Linked DNA regions of Gossypium raimondii: region 2 is linked to region 1. Evidence: chromatin contacts called from public Hi-C data. All regions are on one chromosome and are shown on one strand. The core of a region is the stretch at or near the end of the contact, and the rest is flanking DNA. Distances in the headings are between cores, read along the strand shown. Region 1 holds the start of LOC105799269 (E3 ubiquitin-protein ligase PUB23). Region 2 holds the start of LOC105799271 (protein FAF-like, chloroplastic).

Evidence for each region. A called contact is a pair of places that touch in the nucleus more often than the background predicts.
Region 2: a contact with region 1 is called in a Hi-C map of leaf, with 3 times the contacts expected there. The contact joins the promoter of LOC105799271 here to the enhancer-like site in region 1. A contact is called at or near these places in 2 of 2 Hi-C or Micro-C datasets (both in leaf).

Annotation. Positions count from the first base shown.
Region 1 is chr9:35,369,107-35,375,603 of ASM2569854v1, reverse strand. LOC105799269 (E3 ubiquitin-protein ligase PUB23) reads left to right here and starts at 5,672. Exons shown (of 1, transcript XM_012629725.2): 1 at 5,672-6,497. The coding sequence starts at 5,849. Within about 2 kb of position 1,408, the one cell type or tissue checked has open chromatin away from gene starts, as enhancers often do. A contact at or near this core is called in leaf, where this site is marked.
Region 2 is chr9:35,418,164-35,423,995 of ASM2569854v1, reverse strand. It overlaps LOC105799271 (protein FAF-like, chloroplastic), which reads right to left and starts at 2,256. Exons shown (of 2, transcript XM_012629727.2): 1 at 2,093-2,256; 2 at 198-1,948. The coding sequence starts at 1,905. The coding sequence ends at 430.

The sequences.
Region 1 (6,497 bases), core at 159-2,658:
TATTAAGATATCCCATGCCTATTCTTTTATTCTATATTAAAGTTGAAGGTAAGTCGAGTTGAATTTTTAAACAAAATATAAAGTTTATTTAGCATTATTTTCTCTATTTATCAAATTTGAATCTGAAATATTACTATCGATCGAGATTCCTTTTAAGATAAATATTAGTCTTTTTTTTTATATATATAAAAAAGGAAAAGCTTGATGAACAAAATGTTAGAGAATAACTTTGTTGGAAGTGCATGTATTTACCTTTATTTTAAAATTAAATCCAAAATGAGTGGGATTTTTCATTTTAATAAAAATGGAAACGAGGGACATGGTTTCTATATTCCCCTAATTTTGCATGTCCTTCTCAATATCTGGAAGTAATAAAAAGAGAGAATCAAAACCAACAAGGATTGCTTTCATGAAATTGAAGTCGTAACATGCACTCTTCAATGGGATTCTTACTGGAAACAATGTTTATGTGAACAACAAATATAAAATCCATTTTTAAAACTTGTTTATTCTCTAATGCTTATATTAACTTTCCACAAGGATTCATTTTTCTATGACCATAATCTATATTTACATCATCTACTTCCAATTTCCTATATAAGCATATAAAGCAATAAATGTGTACGACTTTCTTTTTTTTTTAAATCAAATATTTATAGATGATTAATTATCAAATGATTTCATTCTCGAATTTGATATTGCTTTTTTAATATGATGTTTGTTTTATTTTTGGTCTAATCTTAATCTTATATTAGACAAATGTTAATATATTTTGATACACAAAGGTAACGGTGTTAATTTTTGGTTTTAATTCAAATTTAAGGACTGATTGATGAATTATTATGTTTGAATTTTTATGATTTTGTTAATAAAATAAATTTCGTGTTAATTATAAATTTTTTAACTTTGCATTTAATTTATCAAATAAAGTCGGATGGATCTGATTTAATTTAGATTTTAAGATTTATTTGATAAAGTTAATTGCTATCATTATTTACTAATTATATATTTTCATCGAATCAACTTTAAAATCCAATTTAAACACTAAAAATTAACACCATTACCTTTGAATACCAAAATATATAATGTTTTTCAAACACAATACCATATTAAAAAACACCTACCAAATTAAAAAAAATTTGTCAAAACTCAGATATTCAACTAGTATGAAGCCTATATGCAATGTATAAATGCTTATCCGGGCATAATGTCATTGTCAAATCTTTGAGAAATCTTTCCAATTCCATTGAATTAAGATATGGCCTGAAGTGAAAGAGAAGGTTAGCCGAACACATTGAAACACAAGATATGGGAAGAAATTTAGGGTAGGAAGGAAGGTAGAGGGAGGTGGCGGGTGGCGGGTGGCTGGCGATGTGGTCGGATCTTGTCCACCCTCCCACCTAGGATTCCCTTACAAGACTCCACTAGGCCTTTTATTTGTTGGGCTTGTGGCTTGCATTTTAAAAGTATGCTTGCTAGAATTTACGTCCTTATGTCCCCTTTCCAGATTCCCCCTATTTTTACTTTTTTACCAAAAAAAAATAAAAATTAAGTGATAGGAGGGGTTATTAAGATCTAAACATGATATTAATATATTTTATGTTTGTCTAAATCAGGTTCGGACCAAAATATGAGCTTAAGATTTTATCCAATTTTGTCATAATTGCAAAACACTAACCTAAGCTCATTTAGGCCCACCCATATTATTTTTTAGTTTCTTAAAAATATTTATATTATTTTAATTTAATATTTAATAATTTTATATCCTTTTATTTATTGAAAATTTTATATAGTCATTTTAATATTATTTTAATATTTATATTAGAGTAGTATTATATATTTAGTATAGGTTTATTTTTTTAATGTGTTATGAATTACATAATATAAAGAATTATAAACTTAAGAAAATGTCAGGCTCAAGTTTTGAATGTTTAAGCCCAAGCCCATATTTTAAACGAGCCTAAAGTTTTTTCTTAAACACATTTTTTGGACTTAATAATTTTGTCTATACCTTCTTAAATTTCGAGTGAGCCTTTGAACCGGAATGGATAGCCTAACCCATAAGCGGTATCTAAAATTCAAATAAACAAGGCTTTGAAGGGGGCTGGTTGGGTTTTATTTGGACGTGCGAAATATAGAAAGACGCATCCAAGTAGCTAAGATTTGGATGGATTATGTGGCCCAATACATCTGTGGAAACAGTTTGTGAACTTTCCCAGACAGGACTTGTACCAATTCTATAGTCAAAATTGACTGTATTGAAGTGTTGGGCTCAACTAAAAACATGTTACTTATACTATAGACACGTATTAATTAAATTCAAAGTCTATGGGTGATAGGGACCTAAGTAATTGTTCCATTTGAAGAATGCAATTCATGACATTTGTTGTGGTGGTTCAATATGAACAAGTTGGTTTTATAGTTAAAGCTTTAATATGAAGACCGGATTGTGGTCCAAATCCAATTTGGTTCATAAAATATAGGCATCGGTTTTTTAATTTAAAAGGAGAATTTGAGTTTGGATTCAGGACTTAAATTATATGGCAATATACTTTGCCATTACACCTAACACATAATTGGTGAGATAATAATATATATAAATTTTCATTATAATTTAAACTATTCAAGAGATAATATATCAGCTTTATTTTTTACAATTTAAAATTTTCACGAACCAAATTATGAAAGACTTCGAAGAAATATTGAAAACAAAATTAGAAATGAGAACATTTATTTAAAGCTATTTTATTTTTAAAAATTAACTACGTGTTATTAAAATAAATGATTCACATTAAGTTTAGTCTTACAACTTGTAATATAAGATATAGGACTTGCAATTTAACAAGAATGAAAATGAAAAGAGGATAATTTGGTGATAAGAAATGTCATCGTTGGTCTTTCAAAATCAATTAGTGTATCACGTGTTCTGTATTTCAAAAACTTTCATCACTTTTAATATTTGTATCCATCTAATACAGATTTAACCGAAATCAACCTTCAATTTAATAACACTTTTGAAATTTTGAATATGATTATATTTCACACATGTTTCTATATACAAATCATTTTATTGCGTTGTTGGTTTAAAAGAATGAGAGCTTAGGTTCCATCATGTACCCAACTTCTAAAATACAAAATTTTCATTTACACCCTTTATAATTTATAAAATTTTAAATTAGTAATAGTAAAACTATAAAGATATAGACTATTAAAATAGTACAATTTAATTCTAGCCCCGCGCCACTAGATTCTATCCCAAATAATTTCCTTCTTCTAATTCAATTATCAAAAAAATAAAAACTCGGAAGATGAACTGTTTTATTAAAAATTAAAATAAAATAAGAAGCAGATGAAAGCTTGGATATAATAATAAGGAATCCTTATCCTTTGATAATACGTAAGTAGGAACTGATTGGCGGACAATGGCCATGTCTGGCGCCGGCACTGCCCGATAATCAATTGTCTCATTCCTGGATCCCAAGATATACAGCTCAGGCCGATTGAGCACCCCCTTATCCCAATGCCCTATTATCCGCAACTTCTGCTCCCCTTCCTTAATTGCCTCTCAACATACATCTTAGCCAAACGATCTCGGCTTTCAACTTGGACATTTGTTTTATTGCATTGCCTATTTCCTCTATGTATCAAAACATCCAACTGTTGTTTATTTCAGACAATTATGAATCCATCAAACATGTGCATTTCTCATTCAATCTTTTTTTTTTGGGATAATTTTTTATATAAAGGATATATCCATAATGTTAGACTTTATATTCAGATATACATGTATTACTTAAATTATGCTAACAATCATGGACTTTTTCTCATGAAACGGAAAAGACTTTTGGCCGATATTTTTTATGTACTTAAATCTAGATCTAGGTGTTCCATGTGTTACGTAGACTTCTAATGATAATATTTTATAAATAAATAATTATTATAAATAAATCTCAAATCTTGAATCACAATATACATAATATTATTAATTTGGTATGTAATTGGCTCTCTATATTCCTTAAATTCTTGAATTTCAAACTCCACAACATTAATTTTGGTACCATTAGGAAAAAGTTGATGGATAAAATAAATCATACTTTCATCTCAAATTGAAATTTTAAAAAATTTCCAATATAAAGAAAATATTACTATATGTTCGAAAAGTGAAATATTAATATGTTATATCCTATCGTCATGCAAACATGTGTCAGCTTTTTAGGTAACATGGACCTGATATTGATCATGATTTAAAGAGGTGTTCAACTAAACCACCCGCTCGACGTAGAGGAGTAAACACACTCTCGACATGTTAAGGAGTCTATTCAAGCATAATAATATCATATTAATAGAGTCCCCACAATATACACCCATGATTTTCTTTTATGCATTAATTAAGCAAGACTAAATGTTTATCTTGCCATATCTAATGTACAAAAAAACCTTTTCTATAAAGACCTAGCAAGCAATGTAAAAAGGATCAAATTCCTAGACACCCTAAAGTTACTCTAAGCAATTTTATACTCACATTCTCAATTTATCTATCCTCTTGTTCTTGTTCGACTCTCTACCTCTTTAGGTGAATTGGCTTCCGTAAACCACGGTCATCTCCTTCCTATTCCCTTTCCTGTTGAGCCTTATATCAACAAAATAAAAAAATAATTAAAGAAAATTGCAATATAAAAAAATGCTTGGAAAATAAAATAAACACGTGAACATATATACACTTGTCAAAAATTTATTAAATATGCCAATATACTAAATGTAAATATATTACAGACGAAATCTTAATTTGATTGACATTATTATTGTTGAAATAATTGTATATAAACGTAAATAAACTTTCACTTTTTAAGTTTAAATACAGAGGGTTAAAGAGTATATAAAAAATCAAAAAAAATAATATATGATATATATGAATTTTGTTTACTTAAAAGATCTAATTGGGAATTTAATTAAATAGTAAAATTGGAGTAATTAATTAATTAATAGATACATGGATGAGTGCAGTTGGCACAAATGTAGAGGTTGTAAAACGGTAACGTCATTAAAGACGACATTTTTATTTTTAACGACAGACGTTTTCAGTTGACCTCAACAAATACATGGATTTCTTAAAGGCGCAGCCCATAAAATGCGTGGGGACTGGGGCGGATATCCACGAGCCACATGAGGAGATGTCGGAACCACCCCATGCAACCCTCCATAACAAAACAAACCCTCTATTTTTTTAATACAAATTATAAATGAATCCAAACTCTGTTATTACATATAAATCGCTACTGCTCATCCTTATGCGTATACATTGGTAAGTTATTTAACTTTAAAAAAAAAAAAAGAGTTGAAAATGATAATGAGAGAAAGTATTATTTAAAGAGAGAAAGTCAAAGTGGGAATAAGGATTGAGGAGCAGGGTATTGCAACACCGACGCCTGCCCCAAAGCTCCCCATTTAATGCCTTTAAACTAAAGTCGTTCGAATTTTTTATTCGATGCCACACCCTTTTGAGCTTTTCTTCTTTCAAAACCTTGGAAATGGTCCTAATTAATTTCCCTTTCTCCATTTCCCTCTAATTTTGCATTGCGTGTTTTGACTTTATTTATTTATTATCAACAGCTTGCATTTGTCTATACCTTTTTCTCCTCTCCATGTATAAAATGCCTCCCTTTAACCCTCTCTCCCACCAGCCATTTTTGCAAGTGTTTTGAGTTCAGACTGAGTTTGAGGTAACTACATTTCATTCCATTTTTATTTCCCATCATCATATCTTCCATATATAGAGTGTCATAAAAGCTGGTTTTTGCTTTTTTTGCCTATAGAATTAGTAACTCCAAAATACATATATATATAAAGTATGGATGAAATTGAGATTCCTTCCCTTTTTCTTTGTCCGATTTCCCTTCAACTAATGAGAGATCCAGTTACCATCTCAACTGGAATAACGTACGATAGAGACAGTATAGAGCAATGGTTGTTTTCATGCAAGAACAAGGTATGTCCGGTAACGAAACAAGTGTTACACGATTCAGATCTAATCCCAAATCACACTCTTCGTCGTTTGATCCAATCATGGTGCACAGTCAATGCTTCCCATGGAGTTGAAAGAATCCCAACACCGAAGCCTCCCATCGACAAAACCCAGATCGCCAAGCTCCTTAAAGATGCGAAAAAGTTCCCTGAGATGCAAGTCAAATGCCTTAAAAGGCTCAGATCAATCACCCTCGAAGGTGAAAGAAACAGAAGCTGCTTGGAAGCTGCTGGTGCAGTTGAATTCCTTGTATCAATCATCAAGACTTATAATTCTACGTTATTACTTGAAACCGAAAGCAATGAAGGGCCCGAATTTTTAAAAGCCAGCGATGAAGCGTTGAGCATTCTTTATCATATCAAGGTCTCGGAAAGCTGTCTAAAAAGTATTATTAGCAATGATTATGAATTTGTGGAGAGTTTAGTGCAAATACTGAGAAATGGTAGCTACCAATCTCGAGCATACGCCACGATGC
Region 2 (5,832 bases), core at 1,007-3,506, 48 kb before region 1:
TGATTATGTCCCCAAAGTCAAAAGCAGTTAAGCCGACCATGACTCATGCTGAGACCCCATTGGCTAAGAATTTTGCTCAACCAAGAAAAACATATATATGAAGTCTAAACCCATCATTCTGTGAAGACAGACGAAACAGACTAGACAGTCCACCCATTCCAAAGACGACGCTTTTAGCTACAAATAGGCAAAGAGAATTATACAAAATTACCAGTATATATTCCAAATTTCATCTTCCAAAATTTCCAAAAAAGTATTCTCTCCTTTTTCGTAGATCCTTTTATTAGAAATTTTGACTACACAATCACTCTCAACGAGTGGATGTGGAAAAATTAGCTAGGAGAGAAAAAGAAAAGAAAAGAAAGGGTAATCAATAGTAAGTAATAACAATAATAATAGGGACAATTTGGAGATGGTATTTTTGGGTAATCAGGAAGTGGCAATGGAATAGGGCTCCCAGAGCAGAAGGGACCTCCTAGGTTCCTTGCAGCCTTTTAACAAAGGAACAATGTAATCACCTTTCTTCCCTTCCAACTCTTGCAAGTGTTGTTGATCTTTATTAGCCATTAGATTCTTTGTCAGGATAAGCCGCTTGCTATCGTCCTTCCCTGGTGGTGACTGTTGAGCAAGTGGGTCAACAACTACCGCTGCCGTCTTTGACATTCCCTGATTGGGCCTCCTCCAGTAGTACTCATAAGCATTGAATGATGAAGCTGCTCCTACTCCAGCAGCCTTGGACGGTGGTGGACGTGGTGGCAATGACTGTGCTAGTGGTGGTGGGCTATTTGACTCAACTTTCCCTTCCCTTTCCTCTCCAAAATTGACTATTTCGTCAAAATTTTTAGGCCATGTTGGGTTCCTCCTATTTGCTAACCATATGGGCTTGTTCATCATTACAGCTAACCTATGCACATTCATTGCTCCACATGATAGGTTAGGAGCCAGCCCAATCTCACTTTCCTCCTCTCCTTCATCATCATCATCATCACCATCATCATCATCATCAATGCCTATTTCACTTTCTTTCTCTCCAAAGTTTTCAAACTCTTCTTCCAACTCTCCTACCTCCTTACTTTCTTCTTCTGGTGCTTCACTAGGAGCAGTGGTATTGGCAAAAGTGAGGACAAGGCGGCCGTCTTGGCGTTGAGCTAGGAAGTTGTTCAATGAAGGCATTGAAACAGCTTCAATAACCAATTTACCATTATCACGATGAGTCTTCAAGCGCCTCGATGCTCCACCTTTGCCAGAAAGGGAAGGAATCGGCGGTGGAAATGATGGGTTTGGCGATTTCTTGCCAACATCATAGCTGTATTTCACAGTTGTCGCCTTTTCACCATGGAAACAAGGCATCATCATGGGTTCTAGTGTTTCTTGCTTTTGGTGTTGCAGATGTTGATCTTCCTCCACCTCACCAGTTTCTGAAGAGAACCCATCAGAGCCAGTCTCAGAACCAAGGCTCTCAGTGCAGATTTCAAGGCTTTTCTCGCTTAAACAACTGGTGGATCGTTTCACAAGAGGGTGAATATAAGGTGGGGAAGACTTGAAAGACTCTTGTTCAGCCTTTTGTGATATGATTGAGCTCCATATATCGAACTGGGAAGGGTTTTGAGGTTGCTTCTTTTCATGTTGAATTGAAGCCCAGATATGGGATTGATCTGGTGCTTCATTTTCCCCCTCTTCTTCAAATGAAGAAGGAACAGGGAATTCTTGGGATGATGGACTCTTTTTCAGGGGAGACAGCCATTTCCGGGACGACATATCGGCAGACAGAGTTCTTCTAAGTGACGTAGCTTTGGTGGGTCTCTCAGCATCCGATCCCAGAATGGATACTATGCCTTGCTTCTTGGAATCCATGACCTCCTCAGCTGAAGATAATAGGAAGCTCTTGCTAAGTGAGGCAGACATCTCCAACTATTAATACCCACGCAGTTGGTACTGGAATTTTTATCTACACATTTAACAAAACAAAACAAAACAGCTTAGGAAATAGCTAAAGCTAAACAACAAATAACAAGTTCCCAAGAAACATGCATGTAGCAGCATATACCAAAATACACGTATCTCTACAATGTATGGATATAGGTGAAATTACCTTTTGTTGTTTGGTTTTAAGAGAAAATAACTAGCAATAGCATCCAACAGAGGTCTTTCAAGACCTCGGAAGGAGTGCTTTTGCTTGTATTATGAGATTAGTGAAGTGAAGAAGGTGGGTTTAGAGGAGGGAAATGAGTGTGGATTGATGTTTGATGGTGGCAACGGGAAGGGGGTATTTGTAGGAGGGTACAAAGGCTTGGGAATCATGTCCAATGGACCCCCATTAACAGACTCGTCCACTCCTTTCCAAGTTTTTCCTTTTATTACAAAAGTTGATGATTAAACAAACAAAATCAAAAGTTTAAAGTGGTGTTATCCTCTCAACTATGATTTGGTTAACATAGTCAAAGGTTTTTTATTTTCTTCTTGCGAGTTTATCATGTCAAAAAAAAAAAAACATGTTCAGAGTCACTGCTTTTGCTTAACATTCTAATTTCTACCTTCATTTAACAATATTTGTGTTGCATTTAGTTTTAGTAAATTTGATATGATTATTATTTAAATGATTCGATTTTTTATTTAATTTATAACTTGAATAATATAAAAATAAATCATTTCTTATATGATTCACTGGAATATTTTAGGATAACACAAAATTATAAGAATGCTGGACTCACAATATTTGTTAAACCAAAGCTTTCAAGTGTAATTAGTGAACGTCTCTTGAAAGACCAAATGGGGTGGTAGCGACCCAAAGGAGGGACAATTCTTTCTCAATTTAAATCATACTTTCTTAAGGATATATGGTTTGAAGGCATTCCTACATTGTTTTGTTTATAAAAAAGGAGTCCTACAACTAAGTTTTTGATATGCTTTAAAAAATTTAAACATAGAGGTTAAATTTCTCTTTCACATTTAGTTAAAATTTACTTCTATCTTGATGTTATCCTCGTATTTTGTCCATAAGCTTTATTTAAGCCTCCTTATTATATGTTGATATATTTTATGTATAAAATTGGATTGTTTGTGGTTAATATAATTGAATAATTAAAAGTTGATTATTTTTAAATTATATGTTAAGTAAATCACGTGAAACATAATAAATTTTATCTCACAATATTTTTATGATTAATTATATGGAATAATAAAATAGGAGTTAAGGAAAAGGATCTAATTGAATAGTTTTATCATAAAGCTTCAGTAGCCCATAAGCAACTTTTATTCATATTTTGAGGCATGTTGTATATCGTATGTTTATTTACCTCATTGTTTTTATGATATAAATATATATTTTTAAGCAGTAATGCAACTTATGAATTTTCCATGTGATATACTCAATTTTAACTGCTAATGATTATAAAATTTGGAAAGAGAAAATTCTTTGATTAGATATTCAATCTCAAGTTGGATGGGAGTAATCAAATCGCCTCAATATGATGTTGACAATGACTAAAATTTCTGCTAAAGTGTAAAAATGTCAAGGGTTCATTGAAGATAAAACCCTAGCTAGCATCATAATGATCACTAGTGTTAATATGGGATATTCAGTATGTATCACATTACTCCACTTACAAAAACGGAATTCATGGCTTAGTTAAAGAGCAAATGATATTCTCTCACTAGTATTATATGAATTATAATAAAGAAACGTCATCATGAACGAATGATTATCATTACTGTTTGTTACGATAGTACTCTTTTTTTATTGTAAAATATGCAGTTGTGGCCATGAGATAAAATAGAATCGAATTAGGTGAACAAACTATAACCCAAATGGATAAATGATATTTTATATATGAGAGCGACAGACAAATGAAAAGGCCAATGGACAAAAGCACAAATCTAAGTTGTTTTCATAATGATATATAATAGGGAGATTAATCATGGTATTTTTAGTGCGTTGACTTCATGACTAAATAATTTGTGATTAATAAATGAAGAGTCAGTAACTTAATTACAAATTATTTAAGTCATAATTATATATGTCTGATCGATCTTTTTGCTAGCTCAATATAACTGTGTATGATTGCTAATAAGAATCATTAATGTGAAGAACGGATGAAAACGATGTTTGAGAAACAGATTGCATGAATGTTTTTTTCTCAAATGAGTAAGAGATGGCTTAAAATTTAATTTAACTTCTTTGGATTATTATTTAATTGAATGTAATTAAATATTCGAGTCCAAAGGAAAATTAAATAAATTAGTTATTGTAGTTTTATTAAATAAGATAATTAAAATGATTTACTCATAAATTCTAATATGGCAAAGTCGTCATGACTTGACGAAATTAGAATTAGATTGAAAAAACAATTAATTAATTAATTAATATTTTAAGAATAAAAAAATAGATTATTGAAATGAATAATTATATGAGATTGTTTTAATTTAATTTATAACTAGACTACACATATAATTGAACTCAATACATGAAAGACCCAAATACCTTAATATATGGTTAAGTGGGTGGCACATCATGAAGGGTTCCCAGTGTGTGTGCCGCATGGTGTGCCACCCATCTCTTCGGTGTTCTAGTAAGACTAATTTTTTATTAAAATATTTTTTTCCTTTTCTTATTCTAGTAGAAGTCTTGTGAATTTCCTTATAAATAAAGATTAGGAATTGTCAAAATACTCGCAAATATATATATGAGGATACTTTTCTGAATTTTAATGAAGAATTTATTTGGGTTATTTTATTGAACTCAAATAAATTTTAATTTTCGTGAGTACTTCTAAGTTAAAATTTGTGAGATTATAATTGCAAATTCCATGGCAATTATAATTGAAATTGGTGAGACTAAATTCTTGGGCTTTGGATTTTCGATAGAGAAAGTTGACTTTCCCCAATAGAAAGTCTCGGTTTTTATCCTATGTCTGATTCTTTAAATAGAGCCTACTCTCTAAGCATTCGAAGGTTTGGGAATAGCGGAGAAGATCATTCGGTTGAAAGTTAGAAAGATTTAGATGCTAGATCAAAGATTTGACGAATCTCTCAATCTCAAAAACACATGTACTAAATTTTGTGAAAAATTTTAAAATTTCATTGTCTAACAAAACCTAATTTTCCAACACATAAATTGGGGATTGTAGAACAATAGAAGAAGAAAAAGAAAAGAAGATGACGAAAGGAGGATGAAGATGACCATTAAGCAAGCTCTGATATCATGGTAAAACTAAAGCATTGATAAAAACTCAAGTAGAAGAAGAAAGGAGAAAAAGAAAAAAAAAACATAAGTCGAAATAGGAAATGGCAAGTGGATGAACACATTCTGAGCTGACGCGGGGAATCATAATTTTTAATGTTGTTGTAAAAAAAAGAAAAGAAAACTGGTGGTACGTACTTCCTATTTATATATCTCCGAAAGGCTGATTTAAGATGTCTAAAGTCTACTAAACCCAACCTTTTTCTTCCTTTAATTTTCACTTACATTCGTCTCCAATGTCGAATGGGATTTAACATATGCATCGTCCTAATTAATTATTATCATGCTTTATGACTAATGATTCCACCATAAAGTAACCTATCCTTTACTTACTGTTTCATGACTTATGATTCCACCATACACCCTTTTCTGTGGGCATACACAATCAAGAATAAATGAAAAATTAAATGAATAAGATAATGGATATTTGTGGTCATGATTTTGTTTACATCATTAACCAAATTCTATATTTTAATTAATTATTTTATTTTTTCGCTTTTTTTAAGTTCTTAAACTTGTATTCTCTTAGCAATTCACGTGTATGCAGCGTTAGTAATTAATTAATTTTTTAAAATTAAAATATATTATATATA